4 separate regions of the Sus scrofa genome follow, and all the other regions are linked to region 1. Evidence: chromatin contacts called from public Hi-C and HiChIP or PLAC-seq data. All regions are on one chromosome and are shown on one strand. The core of a region is the stretch at or near the end of the contact, and the rest is flanking DNA. Distances in the headings are between cores, read along the strand shown. Region 1 holds the start of AKNA (AT-hook-containing transcription factor). Region 2 overlaps TNFSF8 (TNF superfamily member 8). Region 3 holds the start of TNFSF15 (TNF superfamily member 15). Region 4 holds the start of TNFSF8 (TNF superfamily member 8).

Evidence for each region. Hi-C and Micro-C count contacts between places; a contact is called where the count stands out from the background. HiChIP or PLAC-seq counts read pairs in DNA pulled down with a chosen protein or histone mark.
Region 2: a Hi-C map of alveolar macrophages shows a contact between it and region 1, with 4 times the contacts expected there. The contact joins the enhancer-like site here to the promoter of AKNA in region 1. A contact is called at or near these places in 2 of 5 promoter capture datasets (fetal skeletal muscle and liver), 16 of 47 Hi-C or Micro-C datasets (alveolar macrophages, brain, embryonic fibroblasts and 8 more) and 2 of 2 datasets of contacts at active chromatin or transcription factors (alveolar macrophages and skeletal muscle).
Region 3: a contact with region 1 is called in an H3K27ac HiChIP or PLAC-seq map of alveolar macrophages. The contact joins the promoter of TNFSF15 here to the promoter of AKNA in region 1.
Region 4: a contact with region 1 is called in an H3K27ac HiChIP or PLAC-seq map of alveolar macrophages. The contact joins the promoter of TNFSF8 here to the promoter of AKNA in region 1. A contact is called at or near these places in 2 of 5 promoter capture datasets (fetal skeletal muscle and liver), 7 of 47 Hi-C or Micro-C datasets (embryonic fibroblasts, fetal skeletal muscle, liver and 2 more) and 2 of 2 datasets of contacts at active chromatin or transcription factors (alveolar macrophages and skeletal muscle).

Annotation. Positions count from the first base shown.
Region 1 is chr1:255,002,873-255,005,865 of Sscrofa11.1, forward strand. It overlaps AKNA (AT-hook-containing transcription factor), which reads right to left and starts at 1,581. Exons shown (of 22, transcript XM_003480581.4): 1 at 1,502-1,581.
Region 2 is chr1:255,437,876-255,440,776 of Sscrofa11.1, forward strand. TNFSF8 (TNF superfamily member 8) reads right to left here. Exons shown (of 5, transcript NM_001025219.1): 3 at 260-276; 4 at 206-257. Among named protein-coding and RNA genes, the nearest start is that of TNFSF8, 20 kb to the right of the region's middle. Within about 2 kb of position 1,421, at least 16 of the 83 cell types and tissues checked have an H3K27ac peak or open chromatin away from gene starts, as enhancers often do. A contact at or near this core is called in alveolar macrophages, omental adipose tissue, retroperitoneal adipose tissue and 1 more, where this site is marked.
Region 3 is chr1:255,348,207-255,351,156 of Sscrofa11.1, forward strand. TNFSF15 (TNF superfamily member 15) reads right to left here and starts at 1,302. Exons shown (of 4, transcript NM_001244555.1): 1 at 1,026-1,302. The coding sequence starts at 1,250.
Region 4 is chr1:255,457,500-255,460,463 of Sscrofa11.1, forward strand. It overlaps TNFSF8 (TNF superfamily member 8), which reads right to left and starts at 1,521. Exons shown (of 5, transcript NM_001025219.1): 1 at 1,327-1,521. The coding sequence starts at 1,521.

The DNA of each region.
Region 1 (2,993 bases), core at 331-2,830:
AAAATACCCTCTCAGCATGACAGCCGTGGTGCCGGGACCACTCCCAGTCTCTCTGGAAACCCTGGCGTTTCTGGTGGACTCCACAGGCTGATGGGAGCTGATGAAACCCCCTTGCAAGAAACAACCCAATCACATGTTTCAAATGCAAACCACCGGACTTTGGGAAGCAAAGGTCTCACGTGGGCACTTTCTCCTTCTTTCTGAAGAACTGAGACTGCCTTTGGGAATAAACCAAATAGTCCCCCAAAGACCATGGTGTCCATCCCCTTTTGGTAAGTAAGCCAGACTTAGGCCCCCTCAAATGGATAGGCAGAAATTCTCTTTCTTGACAGAACAAAACCAACATGCAAAAAATAAAATCTATCAACTCCAAAGAAGGTGCCTGGAAATGTCTCTTTGGAAGTCCCTATATGTATCTAACCTCAGTCCTTCATGCTTCAGTTTTAATCTTTTCTTCTCCTTCCCATCTAGAGGACAGGAACAATGTCTCTTTTTACTGTGGCCTCTCTCAGCTTCTCTTCTCAGCTCCCAAATAGCCCGGATTCGTTATCAGTAACTTTGCTTTCCAACTTTCTTACCTAGAAGAAGCTTTAGAAACGCAGATAATGACCCACTCCAACCTGTTTTTTTGTTTGTTTGTTTCCCCCAAAAGAAGCCAGGGGAAGGAGCAGGGAAGAGTCTTGTCCAAGGTGGCGCAGCAAAAAGCCTCTGGTTCTGCGAGTGCCAGACCCTTCACACTGGGGAGAAGCCAGCTCTGTGCCCGCCCCGCCGTGCGCCCTTGGGCAAGTCTCAGCCTCGCTTTGAGCCTCAGTATCGCCATCTGTGTATCGAGAGAGGCTGGCCTTATTCCTGCAGTCCGGTTCAGTTCCTACCACTGCCGGAGCTGCCCACCCTCGCGCTGGCCCCTGCCCTACCTCCCTACCCCTGCCAAAAAGAGGAAAAGAAACTTGCGTTAGGCGTCCGGGGAGGACGTGTGGCTCCGAGTTGTCAGGCTGCGCAGGTTGTTGCCGGGTGAACGAATATCACACAAATCCCAGGGCAGAGAAGTCCCACCTCTCCCGTAACCACAGCTACCCGGGCCACACCTCCAACCCAAACACTGCCTGAGGCCCCGCCAAGGACCACCCCCGGATTCCCTGGGGACCCCTCCCCTCCCTGTGCCCAGCCACAGCTGGAAGAGAGAGAGGGAGAAAAAAGGTCTACGCCCCCATTGCGCGGAGGTGGAGACTGAGGCTTGAGGGTGGCCTCAAAGACGGCGGGGTTTGGAATCGGACCCTGATAGCTAGTCCAGGGTTCCCTCTCATTCCCGGAGCCGTGATCCGTCTCCTTCCTGTGCGCAGGGGTTTCCACGTGGGAGAGACCGAAAGCAGCTCGGTCCCTGTGGTTCCGAGCTCATCCACGCTGTCCACTCTCCTCCCCATTCCCCCGACGGAGAAACTGAGACCCAGCGAGGGGCCAGGACCCGCCCCAGACCCACCGCGAGCCCCTCCCCGAGTCTCACCTGCCGGCCGCCGCGGCGCGCGGGTGGTTTCCTGGAGTTGAGCGGCAAACAAAGGCCTCCAATCCGGGCGCGGGGCGGGGCGACGACATTTTGCATAATCCGGGAGGCCCGCCTGTGACGGCCTGGGCGCGGCCCTAGGAGGCGCGGTCTCTGGAAGTTCCACCAATCACAGAGAGGCGGCAGCCTACGGCCCTCCCCCAGGGGTTTGGAGGCGGCCCTGGGACTGAAAATCTCAAATCTGGGAGAGTGCGTGTCCTTCTGGAACCCGCCCGACTGCAGATGGGAGACTGAGGCCTGGAGTTAAGACGTTTGTGCAGGATCGCACAGAGCCACAATGAGAAAAAAAAACACAATTTTTTTTTGGTTTGCTTTTGCTTTTTAGGGCCGCACCCGCAGCATATGGAAGTTCCCAGGCTAGGGGTTGATTCGGAGCTACAGCTGCCTGCATGCGCCACAGCCACAGCAACGCAGTTTCTGAGCCCCGTATGTGACCTAACCCCTCAGCTCACAGCAACGCGGATCCTTAACCCATTGAGCGAGACCAGGGGTCGAACCCACATCCTCATGGTTCCTAGTCGGATTTGTTTCCGCTGCACCACGTCGGGAACTCCAAGAGGAGTTGGCACAGAAAAGATCACAGGAACTCCAAAACCACAAACTTTGATAGCTGAAATGACTGGTTCATAACAGTTATAATAAAGTTTTCTTGAGCACTTAACGACGTGTCAGATACTGTGGTATACTCTTGCTATGCTCAGTCCTCTCCTATGAGATAGGTAGGTATTACCATCACCTCCCCAAGCGCATTCTACTCCAAATCATCATTAGATAAGCAGGGAAACGCAGGCCTGGAAAGAGATGAGAACTAGCCCAAGGTCCTGCAGTGAGAATGGGACATAAATGATCCATTATTCACAGAAAGCTCACTGTGAAGGGTGGCAGTGTAAGGTGTCAAACTGGCCTAGGCTCTCGCCCTACTTCTGCTGCTGGCTGCTAGCATGTAAATGGAATTTTTAACTCACTTCACAGGGTTGCTGAGGGGAGTAAATAAATAAGCATAGCATTAGGTATATAAGAAATAAATGAATAACACTAATTTAAAGGGTTGCTCAGGAGTTCCCATCGTGGCTCAGCAGAAACAAACCCGACTAGTATCCATGGGGGCATAGGTTTGATCCCGGGCATCGCACAGTGGGTCAAGGATCCCGTGTTGTTGTGGCTGTGGTGTAGGTGGGCAGCTGTAGCTCCGATTTGACCCTCGGCCTGGGAACGTCTATGTGTGTGACCCCCAAAAAAGCACCCCCCCCCAAAAAAAGTTTCCTAGACCAGTCCTATTTCACAGAGGGAAGGGGGTATGATAGGCCCAGAGACAGGAAGTGAGTTGCCCAAGGTCTGGCATCCAGCTGTGTTGCAGGCCAGTTCTCTTTCCTCTTGGCAGAAAGCTCTTTGCCATTTCCCGGGTTGCCAGTGACTCCCACACACTTATTAAATG
Region 2 (2,901 bases), core at 171-2,670, 430 kb after region 1:
AATTTGTAGCTTTAGAGTAACATCTCTCTTTTCCCTTTAAGGCACTTATACTCAAAGTATAAAAATTACCATACAGGCCAAACAAAACACATCTGCATGTCACATTTGGCTGTGGGATTCTACTTGTACCTCTGGCTTAGACATTTCAGAAAGGCCACAGGACATGTCCCTCACACGGTTGGGGTTCCTGGATTTAGTTACTGACCTTGGAGGTAGGCCCATGACTTCTTGAACGGAGCCCTTTCCAGGATACATAAATGTCCTCTGAGCAGTTCCCTAGAAAGAAAATCATATATTAAATGTCTTTCTCTGCTCTGGGAGCTGGAGACAGCAAACGGAAACTTTGTTTATTTCTCATTTTCCCATAAAGTACCACATATATATTTAATTGATTGCTTCTATTTAGGCTTTTACCAAAGACTGGAAGTTGCTAGAAGGAAACAGTTGTGGCCTGACTTCCTATATTATTCAGGTGTGATTCTTGTCACTTCATATATTTCGGCTCACTTGATCTTTGCAACAACTCCATGAGAGAGGTATTGTTAAATCCCTTTGAGAGATGGACAAAAAGCCTGGGGACCAGACAGATTAAGTACATTGTCTTATGTTACTAAGCCAGGCTGTGGTAGTTAGAACACTAATACTGATGGTAATTATCGTCATCCTTCAAGTGCACCAGATACTCGTTTGTGTACTTTTTTGTATTTCAGCTAATTAATTCTCAAAAAAACTCTGCAAAGGCTAATCTTGGTTCCCAGACATGGTCAGTGATAAAAGGTCGTGCACATTGGTAGAAATCCTGAGATTCATCCCCATGTCTGTCTGATTCCAGAGACCAGGTTTTTTTCTCAAGGCCATTCATTTTGCCAGTCAGGGGAGATAAACCCATCCCAGAGCTCAACTTTAAGAGGATATGGGATTAAAAAGATCTAAGCAGGGAGCCTGCTATCTGGAGCTTCCTGGGCAGGGAAAAAAGACAATGTTTATGTCGTGGTGGCATTTAAGAAATAGAAATATTTGTAATATATTCCCTGGTGATGGCAGCTTAGTTTCTTATTATAATAACTATTTTGTCTGCAAAGGACCAAGTTATACATTTCCTGCAATGACTCATGAATTTGGCTTATTCTGGTGATTTTTTTTCTCCTCTTTGGGCCTTGGTTTCCCTGTCTGTAAAACTGGGAGATCTAAGACCTGACAGTGGCTTCTTTTTGATGGTGTCACAAAAAGTGAGCATTCATTCCATTCATCAGAGACTAGGCAGTCATAGATCCATTCAGTTGAAACGGCCACATCTTAGTGTGCTTGTTCACTGGATCTTCCAGTAGTATCTGTTGGACTCACAATCTTCCTGGTTGCCTTCTCTGTCCAGGCCTGAGAAAAATCCCTCCTGGCTTTCCTACAGCAGGATAGGGGACTTGGAGTGGTTGAAAATTAAGTGAAGAGTTCCCTCTGCTGTCTGAACAGGCTCACTGCTAGAGGCACCCCCAGCAGAAGCAGGGGGTGGTTTTCATCCTTATCTGCCCTCAGGGCATAAAGAGGCTCTGGTCTAAGCGTCTCTTGGAGGAGGAGGGCTGGTAGGCCAGCTGCCTTGTTTTGATCCCAACTCTCACTCACCTCCAACTAGCGTTCTTGTTCTGCCTGTTTTGGCCTGTAGCCCACACTCCTAGGTGTGTACAGTCACAACAGTGAGGGCTGCACATTCTTAAATGTGCTGTGCCTACTGGGAGGGAGTCCCCCGGCCCAGCCTTCTCTTTTCGGGGTGTGGCACATCCAGTCGGAAGGAATCAGAGAGAGGTGCATCTGGCTGCCTCTCTGCTCTGCTTGGAACCCCTTTCTGATACTACTGTGCTGCAGGATCAGGGCTAAGCTCTTCCACATGACATTCAAGTTCCCTTGTGTTCTAACTCCTGCTGAATTTTGCAGTCTCATCCCTCCCCCTCCCCTCTCATTCCCTTGTCCTCTCTGTCCCAATGGTAGTAGTAGTAGTAGTAGTTCTGGTAGTACTAGTAATAATCATAAAATAATAGCTGATACATATTAACTGATGGCTATTTTCTTGGTAGTCTGCTAAGCATGTTACATGCATTATTTTACTTAATTTTCACAATCACCTCATGAGAAAGGGACTAAAATGAGTTCTCTCTTGTACATAAGGAAACTGAGGCTTTAAGAAGTTAGATGTCTTATTCACATTTACACATCTATTCAGCGTTAGAGTGGAGATTCAAAGCCAGGCTGTTTGACAATAATGCCTACATTTTTTTTTTTCTTCCCTTTTTTGGCCTCCCCATGGCATGTGGAGTTCCCGAGCCAGGGATCAGATTCAAATAGTTTTGACCTAAGCTGCAGCTGTGGCAAAGCCAAATCCTGGGCGGGGGATTGAACCTGCATCCCAGTGCTCCCAGGACGTCCTGTTGTGCCACATCGGGAACTCTCTGAGTGGATTTTTTTACCTCTATCCTGTAGTTTGGGGGCTTGGGGTGCCCTCAAACATACCGTGTTGGTTTTCTGTTCCACCTGGAATCTTCACTGGCACGTTATTTGTTGTTTTAGGCACAGCCTGGTGGCCATCTCCTCTGGGAAACCTTTTACTCCCTCCCTCTGTTTGCCTCTTTGCCTCCTCCACTAGACCCTGACCCCTCAGGGCAGGGACTACTGTTTACATATCCCCACTGCTGGCTCAGAAGGCGTTCTGTAAATGTTTGTTGAATTGGATCATCTAGTCTATCTTTCTCACTTTCCTCTGTGGATGTCGGGTGTGTTCTATGGCTCCAGTGAGATGAATATGCATGCTTGGCTTGCCTTTCCCTTCTGTGCTGGAATAACACCTGGCTTTATCCTCCCATTGGTTCTGCAGGTTCGGTTAGATTAAACAAAAGGTTAAGATTCATGCTCTTG
Region 3 (2,950 bases), core at 52-2,551, 350 kb after region 1:
GAAGTTCCTAGCCTAGAATTATGTTTTCCCTGTCACCTGTAAGTACCCTCCCACCATTGCATCATTGTTTTCCCTAGACGCTATATTCTTTTTTGACTAAGCTTCCCAACTCCCTGCTCCCAGCAAGACCAGCGAGATAGAAATTGGGTAAGAGGGTCTTTCTTGAGTTTTGAGAAAGGCTCGTTCCTTTCTTCCTTCTCTCTCTCTCTCTTTCTTTCCTTTTTTGCTTTTTAGGGCCCAACCTGCAGCATAAGGAGGTTCCCAGGCTAGGGGTTGAATTGAAGCTGCAGATGCCGGCCTAAACTATAGCCACAGCAACACCAGATCCAAGATGCGTCTGCGATCTACACCACAGCTCATGGCAATGCTGGATCCTTAACCCACTGAGCAAAGCCAGAGATTGAACCCAATCCTCAGGGACACCACACGGGTTTGTTACTGCTGAGCCACAATGGGAACCCTGAAAAAGAATATTTCTAAACCCAAGAAAGGGGGCTGATTCAATAAATTATAGCACACACATATACAAATATGTAATACAACCACCTATATAACATCATGCTGCTGTGAATTTACTAAAATAAATAAAATCATATCAGAAGATACAAAACAATCTATTTTATTAAAAAATATGGAATTATATGCCCCCTAATGTTAATGGGTAATGACATTTTCTCTTCCTTATGGGTGTTTTCTACCTTTTTTTGAAGGATCAGATACTAGTTTTGTACTTAAAGATTTTTTTAAAAAAATAAGAATGTTCCCAAATTATCAGTAATAATAATTATCTAAAATATGTGGCTTGAGGTTGTCCCTATATAAACATAAAAAGGTACAATTTATCCCCTGGAAATACCGAGAAAAAAAATCGAATTGGACCTCTCCATCCCTCACGTTTTGTATTTCCTCTGCATATGGAATCAAGGAATGTGATGGATCACGGAGCTCTGTCTAGAGCTGGAAATGTGGCCAAGTGGCCGCAGCGGGGCTGCTGATCCTCCAGGTCACCACGGAGTCTTGCTTACCTGAAACACACAGGCTTCTCCTTGGGCCCGGAGCTGGCCAATGAGCAGGTAGGTGGTGAGTCCTGCCAGGATGGAGAGCGACACCAGGCAGCAGGTCAGAGCCCAGCGTGCGCTGCCACTTCCAGATGCTAGCCTACTTCTGGCCTTGGGTCTGCAGCTGCCGTGCTCGGGCAGCATTTCCACGCTGGCTGTCTCCCCAAAGCCCAGCCCCAGATCCTCTGCCATGCTCTGGCTGGCTCTGGAGTTGCCTCTGATTCTCCTGGGCAAAGAGACCCCCCCATTAAATAGAAGCCCAGCTCTCGGAGTGGGTGAATTAATCACTGCTTGCTCCTCCCCCTGACCTCCCCACCTCCCCTTCTACAATACACTGCGCCCCGCCCTGCTAGGGAATGCACCGCCTACAACAGAAACCAAGTTTGGCTTAAGGAAAAAAAAAAAAGAGAAGAAGAAAGCTTTCCCAAGCATATTTATATACAGTGTGCTCATGTGCTCCTTCCTTCGTTTACAGAAGGAAGTTAGGAAAGTCCCTGGAGGAGGAGAAAAAGAATTCATCAAGTCAGTAGGTGGGGCAAATGAAAATATACCTGCTCCCTGCACTGGAGGCTGCCAGTGTGCCAGTCTGGGGAGTGTGCTTCTTCCGGAAGTGAAAGCGAGGTTGGGGAGGTATGAGATGGGGCTTGCAGACTGGGAGATGGAAAGCATGTTTGCATCACCACTTTGTAAAGTGCCGCCAAGCCCTCTGTCTTTTTGAGCCTCCTAGGAGCTTTTTCCCATTGCACAGAGGGGAATACCGACGTTCCAGGAGAAGGCACTTGCCCTAGGTCAGCCAGGGATTCAGACAGAGGAGCTAGGAAGAGGATCTAGTTCTTCTAAATCATGGTCTGGGGTTCTTGTCTCTACTACATGGTTGTCTGTGAAAGGAAGTTATATTTCTAGCCTGTGTTGACCAATTCTCTGAGGAAAGAGTATGAGGTCACAGAGGTTCAGGAGGGGAGGACGTTGACTTCTACTCTCCGATGAGTCCAAAGTTGACTAGCCTACCGCTGGGTGTGTACAGGGGCCACAACATGTAACAGGCTGACACTGAATAAACACTGACTTTGCGCCAGTCACTCTTCTGAGCACGTTAAATGTATCAATGAAATTATTTTATCCTGAGATAACCTTTTGACGAGTAATGTTGTTATTCCCACTCGACAGATAAGGGCAATGAAGCCTAGAGGTAAAGCCAGGCTTGGGACTGGGGCAAGCTGTTTCCAGAGCTTCCTAACTTAGGCTTCACTGTCTGTATGCTGTGCAGTGCATGTACAGGGATGCCCACCCCCATTCTACCAGGAGCAGGTCATCCCTTCTAGCTAGGGGTTGGAGAGGCTTCATGGTATGGAAACAAGACCTTGAATCTTAGCGAACTTGATATTGGAGAACAGAGGACCTTGTAAAAAGATTGGTTACACAAAGAGGAAAGCTTAAGGATGTCCTGTGGCATGTGGTGGAAACCAATCTGACTAGCCTCTATTCAGTTGCTCCTTCTGCTTATGTCACAGCCTAAACCCTTCAGACTACTTTGAAAAGCCTTTCATGACCTGCCCACCATCATCCCTCCTCAGTGTCCAGCTCTTCTCTTATTATTTTCCCAAGCTGCATCTCCCCCATATGTACTATGGACTACCTGTACTCTTATACATGCTGACCCTTTGACTGGGAAAGCATCCATCATTCCTTTCCTTTCATTATCACCTAGCTCCCCTATTTTTTTAACATCATATAGAACGCTTTCCTGCATCTCCCTCTCCAAGATGGGGTGAGATGCGCCGCTCATGCTCAGCAATTTTTTTTGTTGTTGTTGTTTTGATTTTTAGGGCCACACCTGTGGCATATGGAGGTTCCCAGGCTAGGGGTCTAATTGGAGCTACTGCTGCCAGTCT
Region 4 (2,964 bases), core at 271-2,770, 450 kb after region 1:
GTTGCTATAAAATAATACACTCCTGGTTTACTTACAATTAGAATTACAGAAATGATAGACCCTGTACAGAAAAAAAGGGTCCTAGAATATTTTCAAGAGTGTTATTACCAGTAGATGTAGATGAGAGCATTAAATGATGAATATTATAAATCCTACAATCTAAATCAAATGCTGTCAATTCTGTTTTCTTTCACTTTAATGCAGCCTCAGTTCTTCATTTAAATTTCAAAGCTTGATGACGATTGAGAAACAGATACCAAAGCCTTTTAAGCTTCATTCTTTTTAGCAATCAATGAGTTAAAGAGCATTCAACCCAAGGCAGCTGAAGGAAACCAGAACAAATTCTGCAGGATTGTAATACCATGAAAAATGGGAGCTTTGAAGGAATAGATAGACATGTACTTACTGTAGCAGGGTGGGGGTACAGTTTTTAAACTGTCAAAATTTAAAAATTCAATATATACTATCACTGCCGTATTTTCTTTAAAATACATGCTGGTGGATTCTCTATAAAGACCAGTTTCCTAAAATATGAAGAAGCTTCCTTCTTCATCTGTCTGTTTTCACAACAGATCTTACCATTTACTTTAAAAAGAAAAAAGGGTAAATTTCCTGAGGCAGTTTGACTCCACAGTGTTGTACCCATAATTGCTTGTAGTTTTAGAATTCTGAGCAGTCTCAGAGGGAACAGGTGTGAAAAATATTTGTGTTCTGCCTCTGTGCTCTATGTTTTTGTGACACTCTAAGCTCTTCAAAGCAGTGGCTTGGAAGGAAGTTTTCAATTTGTCTTGTGAGCTTTAACGCTGAAATGCCCAAACTCTGAGGAGCCCTGGTTTTCTCTCTTGCTTCCTTCCCTTACAGGTTTTGGCCTCTGAAACTTAGCTCCTGGTTTAAACACCTCTTAGCCCTGGATGAAGCCTCCAAAATCTCAGGGACATTTGGACTGAGAATACAGAACCTTGGAATCTGGTCTGAAAACACCTAAGACGTGATACCAGTGTGTTATCACGTCTCCTTATTGCTTCCTTCCTTGATACCAGTCTCTGGATCAGCAACCTTTAAATATCTTAATTGCTCTAGGCTGATAGCTCCTCTCCCTTCTCTTGGCTCACGTGAGCCTGGAAAGTTGGAGAAGAGGGCTTGACAGAGTTTTCTCTCAGAAAGCCATGTTACTTGGAAGGGTTAAGTTCCCATTTCTCTGCTCCCTTTCTCTACATGATGCAGGCTTTTTTTTTTTTTTTTTTTTTTTAAGCTTATCCCCAAGTCTCTGTGGAGAAAACGGAACATAAATCAGAAAGGAAAGGCAAAGAAGAGAAGTCCACTTACCGTCTTCTGAACTACCAGCACCATAATGGTCACCACGGCAAAGACGAGACACAGAGCCAGCGAGGCCGTGGTGAAATAGAAGTAACCGCGGCTGGAGGTTCCCAGGTGGCTGGTGACGGAGCCTGCGGGCACATGCATGGCTGTGTCTTGAGAAGGGGCCAGTGGGTTGAATGCTTGCTGGAGCCCTGGGTCCATTCTTATATAGCCTTCCCCACATCACACCTTATCTCTCCTCATCTGAGTCGGTCTGGGCCCATCTCTGTTCCAAGAAGGATTCTCCCCCTGCATCCTGGATCATGTGACTTGGAAAAAAACCTTCACCGGCCGCCACACGAAGAAGAAACTCTTCTCTGGGGGCGTGAGGTGAAGGGTGGCAGCAGGGGTGGGGGAGAGGCTCATTTTTCATCGCCAGGGATTAATTTGAGTGAAGAGAAACTGTAGCTACAGAGAAGGTGGCTGATGTCACAGGGTGAATAGGAAAATGACGGTTTCCCTACCCTGGGGTGTGTGTGTGTCTCTGTGTGTGTGTGTGTGTGTGTGTGTGTGTGTGTGTGTGTGTGCGCGCGCAAAGCAACTTCTGTTTGAGTCAGTCTCAGACACAAAACGCCTTCCTGACTGAGAAATTGCACATTAGCAAGGGCTGCAGCAGCTCAGAGGTGCTCATCAGAAAATGTCTCTTTGCTGGGCCTTGGGGAGACTAGCTTCCTTGGGCTGCAGTAGAGTGACCAGAAGAATTGATGATATTGGCTCCTGCTAAAAACTGGAAATACTACTAGATATCTGGGAAGGAAGAGCCCACAAATCTGGAGATTTATCCAAAGGGTAACAAGCTTATGGCGGTATGAAATTCGGGAACAGATTCAGAGATACTTTCTGAGTATCACTGATCTTTTGAAGACCCTTTTCAGAAACACTGATCTTTTGTACAGAAGTTCCTGCAGAGTGTATTGCAGTCTGTTAAATTTGCAGATAAACTTGGACTTGCTGTAAACCTCAGAAAAAGGGGAAGGAATTGGCAGTGAGGGTGGGGGTGGGGAAGTGGTAATGGTGCAGAATGTGTGTGGGGGGTTCCTCTGTGGTGTGTGCATGTGCTGTGCCTGTAGGTGGTGGGTGTGTGGCACGTGTATGCTGTGCATGTGTGGTTTGCCTTCATGACAGGAGGTGCGTGTTTGTGATGTGTGTGTGTGAGTGTGAGAGAGAGACTACTACAGTTGAACGATCATCCTCTGTTTCCAGCACAGTGCTAGGAGATTTAGAAGTTGTCTCACCTCTGCCCTCCGAGGCAGATATTTCTTTTTTCCAGATGGGAAAATTGAGGATCAGAGAGGATAAACAGAGTCTCTGTCAAAGTTGCAGATGTTGATCAATGAAATGCCTTGGGTGCACAAGCCATCCCTGGCTGGCCTCTGAACGCACACTAAATCATTCAACATGTCTTTGCACTGGAAGGATGAAAACCTGAGGGCCTGTCTCAGCCCTACCCCCTCGTTGGTCTTGGGTCCTTGTCTAAATCATTCCACCCCGCCTCTTTTCCCCATCTGCACGGACAGCCACTGTGAAGGTCAAATGAGTTAGTGATGTAAGAGAACTCTGTGAATGGGAATAGACTTGGCAGATGGTGTTGCACCATTCTGGTTA